Linked DNA regions of Sus scrofa: region 1 is linked to region 2. A link is a contact called in public Hi-C data. All regions are on one chromosome and are shown on one strand. The core of a region is the stretch at or near the end of the contact, and the rest is flanking DNA. Distances in the headings are between cores, read along the strand shown.

The links. A called contact is a pair of places that touch in the nucleus more often than the background predicts.
Region 1: a contact with region 2 is called in a Hi-C map of alveolar macrophages, with 4 times the contacts expected there. The contact joins two enhancer-like sites. A contact is called at or near these places in 20 of 47 Hi-C or Micro-C datasets (alveolar macrophages, blood, brain and 11 more) and 2 of 2 datasets of contacts at active chromatin or transcription factors (alveolar macrophages and skeletal muscle).

The regions. Positions count from the first base shown.
Region 1 is chr13:128,675,977-128,681,172 of Sscrofa11.1, forward strand. It overlaps CCDC50 (coiled-coil domain-containing protein 50), which reads left to right. Exons shown (of 12, transcript XM_013982294.2): 10 at 851-930. Among named protein-coding and RNA genes, the nearest start is that of CCDC50, 59 kb to the left of the region's middle. Within about 2 kb of position 2,880, at least 2 of the 83 cell types and tissues checked have an H3K27ac peak or open chromatin away from gene starts, as enhancers often do. A contact at or near this core is called in alveolar macrophages, where this site is marked.
Region 2 is chr13:128,474,787-128,480,202 of Sscrofa11.1, forward strand. No RefSeq gene overlaps it. Among named protein-coding and RNA genes, the nearest start is that of OSTN, 53 kb to the right of the region's middle. Within about 2 kb of position 3,090, at least 1 of the 83 cell types and tissues checked has an H3K27ac peak or open chromatin away from gene starts, as enhancers often do. A contact at or near this core is called in alveolar macrophages, where this site is marked.

The sequences.
Region 1 (5,196 bases), core at 1,630-4,129, 200 kb after region 2:
TCATAGGCCCTGGAAATCCACCAGTTCTGTTACCAAATCAAACTTGGGTCTGCTTGCTCATGCGCAGTGAAGCCAATTTATTGACACCAGGCTGTGGTGAAGGAAAATGCAGTATTTGATGTAATGCACCGTTCAAGTAGTCCTGGACAGTTAGGACTGCAAAAACCCAAACTCACCAGTGGGTTTCAGGAAAGCATTTTTAAAGGCCAGGTGACAGAGGTACGTCTTAGGGTATGTGATCAGCTTATGCACAGTTCTTTGATTGGATGATTGTGAGATAACAGGGTGGTGTCAAAAGGTTAACAGTTATCAGTCCTTAGACTCCAGTCTGCCTGGGGGCCGTGTGCTCATGATCTTGAAGTAGTTAGGGTCTTCCATTTGGTGGGGGTTTTCCCTCGCCTGTGAAACCACTCAGGAAATGTACTCCTCAGATATGATTATCTGGCTACTTTAGAGAGGAGCCGAACAGAGGATTTGGGGGAGGGGTCTGTCCCTCCAAGGCCGGATGGGGTTCCGCTCTTCTCAGTTGTCAGCTGCCTTGTAGTGTGTGGGTTAATAATGGGAGGCCAAGCACACCTCTGGCGGGGAGCATGTTTTTTGTGTGTTTAGCCCACTCCTCTGGCTGCACTGACAGCCTGCAACATACCTTCCTGACTCTGAATTTCTTTGTGTCTGAGGGGCTGTATTTAAAAATAGTGTATGTTGCTCAGTTGGATGTAAGCAACCTGAAATTACTAAAGGAAAGTTTGGCATCATTTAGATAATTTATAAATCTAATCTTTCTCTGTTTGTTGTTTTCTGTATGTGTGTGTTTTTCTTTCCTTTTTCCTTTTTTTTTTTTCCTCTGTAGCCCAAAACCGCTAAATCAGCACACTCAAAGTCAAAAGAAAGTGATGAACCTCACCGTTCTAAGAATGACAGGCCAGCACGGTAAGATGACAACTGAAAAGGAGAGTGAGGAACTTGATTTGGGGGCAAGTAAGGGCATGTTAGCTGCCTGAGTAGAGTGTTTGTTCCTTGGAGAGGAGATCCAAAAATCTGCAAGACTGTTATTTACCGAAGATAGTCTTGAAGGGCTATTTTCAAGCTTTGTTTCCAGTTTTAAATTGGATTGAACAAGTCAGATCAGGAAGATGGGGAATTTTACAGAAGCTGGGATATTGGACAAAAGATGTGCTTTATATTAGGACCAGTTCTTGTCTCTGGATTCACCGAATTGACTGCCATAAGCTAAGAAGGAATGAGAGTAACCATTTTCCTAAGTAAAATCCCAGGTTTTAAATTTTTACTGAGTTTCATGGTCACATTGGTGCGTGCCTGACATTTACACATGCCTAAATTCATTTCTGTGTGAGTCTCCAAGTCGTAGGCAAATACCCATTTGAGTCATTGCAGACTATTCTAAATCCCACTAGATCAAATAGCTGTGTCTGTGGTATGTATACTTTCTAACTTCTCTCAAGCAGTATGGGTCATGGTTATGGAGCAACTACTGTTTTTCTACCTCGAATTGTCAACATATAAGTCTCAGGGGAAGGAACCTTTATTTTTTTCTTTATTGCTTTCTGTTGCTTTTCAAAGGAAAATGTGATTGGAATAGGAAGAGAGAACATTAAATAGAAAAGACAAAAGTAACACTAAATCTGGCATTTTGAAAACTCTAAGTAGTTGAAACCTTGTATTTTGATCCTGATTGTTAATAATGTATTTATTAATTATTAAAACATAAACTTTATCACACTGAAAAATATACATGATTATTGCCACTAACTACTCACACTTAAAGTGCTAGACTTGTTTCCTTAAAGAGAATATATTTAGTGTCCTTAAAAAGCCATAGTCTATTTTTAAACCCAGGGGTTTTAAGAAGATAAATACCTTTCAGAAAATTATATCAGGTTGTAAAGCTTTTAGGGCAACAGTAGTGTAGGTTAGTCTTTCTAATTGTATAAAATTGGTTCTTCTTAAAGCTTTTAGTTAAGTACCTGCCAGATGTCTTTAAAAGCAAATTTTAGACCTACATAAAATTTAGCTTTATTCATCTCCCTGCAACATCCAAGTAAAATCAAAGTAACTGATCTGTTCTCAGTAGGTAAATAGGTGTGACTTATTATGCTTTTTTTAATCAAGGGAGTTAAAATCATCTTTAAAGTTATTATGTAGTCTTCAAAGTCCTTGGGCTTTTTAGAACACTAAAACTTCAGCAAATGTGATAGAACAGTCTGGAATGGCTACTTAAAGGATTTATTAAAGTTGAAAACAAGTTTCTGGAATGTAATACATGCTCTTAAAAACATTTGATAGAATGAAAGAATGAATAACCAGATGATCCTATGTTAAAAATCACTATGGCAAACGAGTGAAAAGTGGCCTCTGCGTAGTAGAACTGAAGTCTTTGACTCGAGAGGAATATTTGTCTTTAAAAGTCATTTACAGAAAGATGATATGATATGTGACAAAACAAAAATGAATTCGAATTTGGAGTTCTTATTGTGGCTCAGTGGGTTCCGAACCAACTAGTATTCATGAGGATGGGAGTTCAATCCCTGGCCTCATTCAATGAGTTAAGGATTCCACATTGCCATGAGCTGTGCTGTAGGGTGCAGATGCGGCTGGGATCCTGCCCTGCTGTGGCTGTGGCCAGCAGCTGCAGCTCCAGTTCAGCCCCTAGCCTGGGAACTTCCATGTGCCACAAGTGCGGCCCAAAAAGCAAAAATTAAATTTAAAAAAACTACTATTTTATAAAACCTATATTTTCATAATTAAAACATAAAGCCTGTTATTGTGTCATAGATATCTTATTCAACTGATATCACAGTGTGTGCTTTCTGGTTAGCATCCGTGTTTCCTCTTTCACATTTAATCCTGGTGGAACTGGAGTTAGCTATTTGTACAGAAAGAGATGGTTTCAAGGATTGAGAAACACGGCACTTCCTAGATCAAGATGTTTATTGCTTCAGTGCAGTAATAATAGTGGCAGATAGGGAACAAATTGTCATTTAAAGCTTGTAATAGAGGTAGTCAGAAGTCATTTTCTTTGCTCATTATAATTTTTATGCTCTCTCTGAGGAGATGGAGAACCAGTTGGCAATCTGAATTAATTCCAGTTCTTTGTAATTGGAAAATTTTTCAACTCAAGTTCCAAATTGTGTTAACTATAGTATTTTGTATTAATAGTATTAATTGGTATTTTATTTGGATTTATCACTTAGAAAATGTAGGGATTTTGTAAATCTTACTTAGTTCCTACATTATTCTTCTGAATGTGAAATATATTTGTCTCCACCTATTCATTTATCAAATATTTATTGAACACTCTTATAACTGCTCAGAACTCAAGTGAGCATCAGTCAACAAAAACTGTTTTCTATTCTTATGAAATTTACAATCTAAACAGACAATTGCAGAAATAATTATTTTGATTGTGTTGAATGTTATAGATGAAAAGTACAGGTTGTTAGAAGAGTAGAAGGAGACACCTAACCTAGTCTCTGTGTCTAGGAGGGCAGCTTTTATTTATTTTTTGCTTTCGTAAGGCCACGCCTAAGTCATATGGAAGTTCCCAGGCTAGGGGTCGAATCAGAGCTACAGCTGCAGGCCTACACCACAGCCACAGCAACACCCGATACTTAACCCACTGAGTGAGGCCAGAGATTGAACCCACATCCTCATGGACGCTAGTCTGGTTCATAACCCCCTGAGGCATGACACGCACTCCCTAGGAGGGATTTTTGAAGCAATGACTTCCGGTTGAATTCTGAAGCATATTTGGCTTTATTACAAGCTTAAAGATGTAAATCATTTCATAGGAACAATTGAAAACAGATACCCTAATATATCAAAAACTACAAAACAAACTAGTAGCTAACAAGATTTTTCCAGCTGTGGATATGAACACCCTTAACTTTGAAACAGCTATATCCAGTGCAACAGAAAATTTGGTGGGACCGCTGGAAGCAGTAAGCCAAGCTTTGTTTTCCATGTACCCCAAAATTGAACACAGCAGCAAAAGAACTGAGGGCATTCTAGATTGATTTGCTTATCCTTATTGGGGAAACATAGAGGATTTGTGGGCACCCTGTGCTTCAGTTCATACTTTAGTACCACTTTCCTTGGTGGTGAGTTGATAATGAGGCAGTAAACAGGGAGTTTTTTTGACAGCACCACTTGGCTTATTTTTCTATGGTTTCCGATTGCCTAATGAGGATAATTAAAATTTCTACAAAATAGATTCTGCCACCCTGATTACCAGTTCTGTTTTCTTGGGCCTAAGTTACTTCTTTAGTTAACTTTCTTAGTCTTGGAGTTATTGATTGTTTTGTCCCAACTCTTCCTGCCAAGCCTTATGTTACCTTTTAAAGGTGAGCATTATAAATGCCAGTGGATAATGAAAGGAAAACACTTATTTAATTTCTAATATTTTTTCAACAAACGGTTCAAAAAGGAAAACAAGAAAAATATCACGTTGTTTGCTATGCTCATATTAATCATACGTGTGTAAAAATGTATGAAAGGATAAAAGTATATGCCATATACCATTTGAAAATATGTTATGCGAGTGTATGTCAGTGTGTAAGGTTTTGAATGCAGATAATGCTGCTGATGAAAACACACACCTGTGTTGCAGAATATAGTACAGTAGTTAAGAGCACTGGTTTTGAAGTCCAGTTGAGTTTGAGGCTGGCTCTGCCACTTGACAATAGTGTGAACTTGGACAGATCACATGTGGTCTAAGCTAATCTAACTCTAAAATATGTAGATGATAACTACCTTGCACACTTGTCCTGAAAGGTAATTGAGATCGTCTCTGTGTGTAGAGTCCATAGCGGAGTTCTCAGTGGATACACAAGTATCCCTTGCTGACCTCTTCCAGACACTGACTACCTAAGGAGAGACCTACTGCTAGGGTCGGGGTGAGAAATTGAAAACACTTGTCTTTATTCCTGTATAACAGAACCCATTGTACCAAACTGACCACAACTTCCCAAATTTCAGAATGCTTTTGCATTCCAGAATGTATATTTATGTAAAACATCCTACAACATGGTTGTATATTTAGCAAATCTTTACCTCATCTGGTTCCAAGCTTTAATGCAAAATTTGAGCAAACCTTTGGAAAACAGCAACCAAAAAAAAAAAAGGAGAGATTTTCTTATACATCGTTAATCAATGCCAACTGTTTGTAAAACTCTGTTA
Region 2 (5,416 bases), core at 1,840-4,339:
AAATTTTCCAATCCCTAGACCTATTCAAACTGACTGTCTCTAATACAATTCTATGTTTCAAGTTCACTCTTACAACATCCAAGTACATTATAATCATCTTAGCATTATGCTAGAGTATAGAAATGAGTACACATATTGATGGCCTTGATTCCACTGCTTTACAAATTAATACTAAGTACCTTGCGGTGTTTGTTAAAAACTTACAAATAAAGAGCTAGACAGACATTTCATTTTCCAAGGAATGTGGAAACCTATGCTCTACATAATTCTATGTAATTTGTCCATCAGGAAGAAAGTCTACTGGGAAAAAAAATTAATCATTGTCAGTTTGTACCTCTAGAAATTTTGACGTCAACTGTAGAATCAACATTATTATTATTAGTCCCAAGGCTTAAATAATTACTTCAGAACACAGAAAATTAAGGGAAATTTTCCATTGTTTTTTCCCATATAATGCACACCCTATATTTTAAACATACCTTTAGAAGATTCACAAGGTTGTGCAACCATCATGACTAATTTCAGAACATTTTCATCACCCCAGAGAGAAAGTCTGTCCTCATTAGCAACTATTCCCCACCCCACCCCCTTCCAGTCTCTGGCAACCACTAATCTACTTTCTGACTCCACTGATTTGCCTATTCTGAACATGTCATATAATCGAATCGTGTATTAGGTGGTCTTTGGGGTCTGCTTCTTTTACTTTGCATAACATTTTTGAGTTCCATCTATATTGTAGCATGTATTAGTATTTTAGCCTTTTATGGATAAATAATATTCCATTGCATGTCTATGCTCTCTTTTCTTAGTCCATTCATCAGTTAATGGGAAAGCGAATTGTCTCCACTTTTTAGCTACGATAAATAAAGCTGCTGTGAACATTTGTAAAAGAAAGAATAAGGAGAAAGGGTACACACAAATATTGCTGTTTGTATATTTCACAAACATTTGTTGAGTACCTTCCATGTACTTCAAATTAGAGAAGGCAATGCAAAATGATGAGAAAAAAGTATAGAGGCTAGGGTGAATTTCATTCCATTAAGTAATGAGACATAATTATAATACATGGTAGGAAGTGAGAAATTGTAAAAACAGAGGGAGAGAAAAAGAGACAGCTTTGGAGTTGAAAGGAAAAAGAGAGAGTGTGGCTGCTTGGGAGGATCCCAGAAAGCTTCACTTTAAAACAAGAGGTTTCCATTTGTCTTCGGCAAATTTCAACCACAACGGAAAAACACTGAGGCAGCTAAGTATAAAACCCTTCAACATGAATCCGTTTCCATGGTGTCAACTCTATATGTTTATATAGACTATTTTCTTGGTCTCATGAAAAAGATTTTAATAAACCTATGCACACAAAATCATTGAAAGCCACATTTGCCACAAGATACCAAAGTTCTAAAATATTAGTGATTTGCATTATTACTGTGCATATTTCCATTCAGGATTAGTTCTTTTGTTGAGATTTGGGGAGTTATTTTCAGACTCTCTGCCCTCAGAAACCATTGATCCTGCATGACTTCATCAGCACAAAATAGTTCCATGAGTAGGAAAGTAAGTGTTTATTTCGGGAGCTAAGTTTTGTCTTTCATGAATGGGAAGGGCTAGAGGTGACTTAATTAATCCATTCATTTCAGGACCCTCTTGCCTCTAGAGTATCTTTGAAAAGATATACTCCAGAAGATGTGCTTTCCTTCTTTAAATAAACATATGAATTCTTGTGATGTAGGGAGAAGAAACCAAGTAATCCGGCTCAGTTAATACATGCTGGAATGTTGACATTAATGAAGGATAAACAAACCACTATAGTAGTTATATGAAAAATTAAGCAAAGCAATGGATTAAAAAATAATAACGTAACAAATGTTTTAGTTCCAATAAGGCATGGGGAACACAGCAGTGAAAAACGCAAACAGTCCATGCACTCCCCACAGGACATGTTGTAGGTGTATGAAATATGGGTTACAGGGAGGGGGGAGGCAAGAGTTTGGAAGGGGAGGAGGTCAAATGCATAGATTAACAAGTAAATGAATATCAAAACAATCTCAAATAGTGACAAATGCTATGAAGGCAATAATTTAGGATGATCTAATAAAGAGGAAATTGACAGGGACCTTAGGTTAAGTGATTAAGGAAAGGGGGCATATATAAGAAGGTAATATCGGAGCTGATACTTGAGTTATCAATTTACAAAAGAACAAACCCAGGTAAAAATCCAAGCACAAATGCAGTAAGGGTAAAAGCCCTAAGGTGGAATGCAGTTTGAATATCCCAGGGGGAAAAAAAAAGAAAAGAAGGGAAGAAAAAAAAGCTAGGATAACAGAAGCCTGATGAGCGAGGTGAGGAATGTGCAAAGTGAAATTGTTGGGTTTGGCATGATTGTGTAAAGTCATATAAGGGAGATCTTTTTAAGTTTGTGTAGTATATATAAACAATCTGGATTTTTATTCCTTAAAGACCTGATTTGAACCTGTGGTAAGGATTTCTGTATACTTTTGCATACATTAGGGAAAAGAAACTTTAATGTTTATATTTAGTCAAAAAGCAATTATTGAGGAACTCCTATGTGCCAGCATCTGGGATTGGAGTAGAAGGTAAACAGGAGAATAGACTTAGTATTTACTCTCTAAAAACTTAGAGAGTGGTAGAAAAAGTGCTAGAAGCCCAAGAATATTTTATTACATTTATAAAGTAGTTTAGATAGCCTAAGCACTGTTATAACCTCTAGTTGATAAGATCTTTGCATATAATTTAGCATGTAAATTGAGCTTTGCAATATGGATATGACTTGAATACATGGAAATAGGGGCATAGGGAGGTTCTGGAAAATGGATTAAGATAAAAGGAAAATGATAAGATGTTTTATGGAATCCAGGGAACAGCATTTAGCCGAGAGTTGCTGATACTGGCTATATATGTGAGGTTATGAAGGGAAATTCATCAATTCACTCATTTATTCAGTGAATATTTATTGAGCAAGTACTATGTAGGAATATTTATTGAGCAAGTACCCTGAGCCATACTAGTTGCTAATAGTAGTGAATGAGATACAGCCCTTGCTCTTATGGAGCAGTCCAGTAGAGGGAGACATACAATAAACAAACAAGTAAATACAGACTACAAGGTGATAGTAAATGCCATGGAGGAAAATAAAGCAGAGGGTAAGGGAAGGCAGTTTGTAAGTAGTTAAACTTTTACAAAGAGTCATCAAAGAAGCCTTCTCTAATAAATGACATTATAGCAGAGATATGCAAATATCTAGAGAAGAGTTATCGAAGCAGAGGAAGTAATTGGTGGAAATGTCCTAAGTGGAAACATTCTTGAATGTTCAAGAAAAATTATAGAGACAGGCATAACTTCAATACTGGGGAGTGAGCTAGAAAGTAATAGGAAATGAGGTTGCAACTGAAGTTATCCAGATGAGAGGTGATGGTATGGTGATGGAGGAAGTGATGACACTGGTCAAATCCTGAAATACTTTGAAGTGATAAAATTTTATAATGGGTAAATATTGATAAGAGAGGAGTCCAATTAACACCAAGTTTTTTGACCCAAGCAACTGTGTTGATGTTCTCTCAGTGAAGAAAACCCCAGAAGAACAGGAATTGGTTCAGCAATCAACACATCAGTTTTAGACACAGTTTGAGATGCCTGTTTGTAACTAGGTGGAGATTTTGATAGGCAGCTGGATGTATGGTTCTACAGCTCAGAGAAAATGACTGGGCAGAAACAAAAATTGGGGAGTCATCAGGAGATATGTTATATTTAAGACCTTGTGACTCCATTATATAACTCATGGGGTAAATCTATACTGAGAAAAGAAGGTGGCTTGGGATTGAGTCCTGAGGTACTATACATTTAGAGGCCGGGGGGAGAAGAAAGAACAAGCAAGGGAAAGAGTGCTGATAAGGAAGGAAGAATTAAAGAGTCAAAAGGAATTAGTGTCCCAATAACTTAATGAAGCAAAAAGAGAGTAATCAACAGTGACAAATATATTTAAGTAATTTGAGAACTGAAAAGTGACCACTGAACTTCGTCATGGGGAAGTAATTAATGACCTTGAAAAGAGCAGTTAGAGTCGACTGATAATAATTAAAAACCTCACCAAAGTAGGATTAAGAGAGAAAAATTAGTGAAAATTAACTCCTCTGAGAAGTTTGTTGTAAAGGGTGGCAAAGAAATGGGACAGTAGGTAGTGGAAGAGATACAGGCGAGAAAAGGTTTGCCTGAGGTGGGATGTAGGTTAGTCTAATTGAATACCACTGGAATGGTCCAAATGGGAGAGAAATTAATGAAATAAAACAGAAAATGAGAACTGCAGAAGTGATGTATTTGAGTGGTCAAGTGCACTGATGGTTTATCCATACTAATAGGAGGGAAAGCAGTGTATATTGGTACTAATATTTATAGGTGAGTAGATTGGGTAGCTAAATTTGAATTTTTTTCAAATTGCTTTACCTGCTCAATGAAATAGAAGGCAGTTTCATCAGCTGAGAGTGAGACTAGGAAGGAAGTGTTTATAGTGGTGAGAGGAGAAGGAAGAATTAGAGGTATCCTTTAAAGAAGCAGGAGGGAAAAAAAAGGTACATTTCCTTAAATGGACTATAGGTCAGGATAAAACATCTGTTTGAGATTAGCAGGCAGGCATCTAAAAGTGCTATCATTAAGTAAAATTGTGTGTTTTCTCCATTATGATTGCAGGGTCAGAACTGAACTTAATCAACTTTAATTTTGTACAATTAGTATAATGTGAGGAGGAGTATGATACGCTGGTGTATTTAAGCTCTATGAGGATATGGGGGATATAAGTGTGGTGAAAAGATGATAAGGTCTAAAAAGCATAGTTCCTGGAGTCTTGAAATTTAGGCACAGGGGAGAATGAGTCAGAGCTTGTGGGTGTGAAGATGTTAGTTTCTTATATTTGATAAACTGTAGTTGTTTTCTTCAGAGTGAATAGTCAAAATAGGATGAAAAATAAGATCACTTATGAAGAGGTAAAGAAATCAGGATTATTAATTAATTGTCACTATTGGGAATAAGAACCTTGAGCTTAATCTTGGAGTATGTGAGGGGCTCTGAAATTTTCAAGAAGAAAAGTGGCATGATCAGTATTTTGAGATAGATAATTAGACAAGAGCATGGAAGGGTAATAGAAGTAGGTAAAGATGGAAAGCAGGAGGAAGAAATTAGCAGTCTGATGGTACAATCAAGTGAAAAAAAAAGATGAAGATGGGCTGAGGGTTGTGTTCTGCTCTCACGTAAAGAAACATGCAGAATGGATGCATTGTTCCAAGAATTTGGCATTCAAACCAGGTAGATAGGCATGTAAATAAATAATTTTGACCAGGTATAGCAAATGCTATGCCACAGGTATGTACAAAACGTTATGTAGACACAGAGAAGAAATTGAATAATCTGA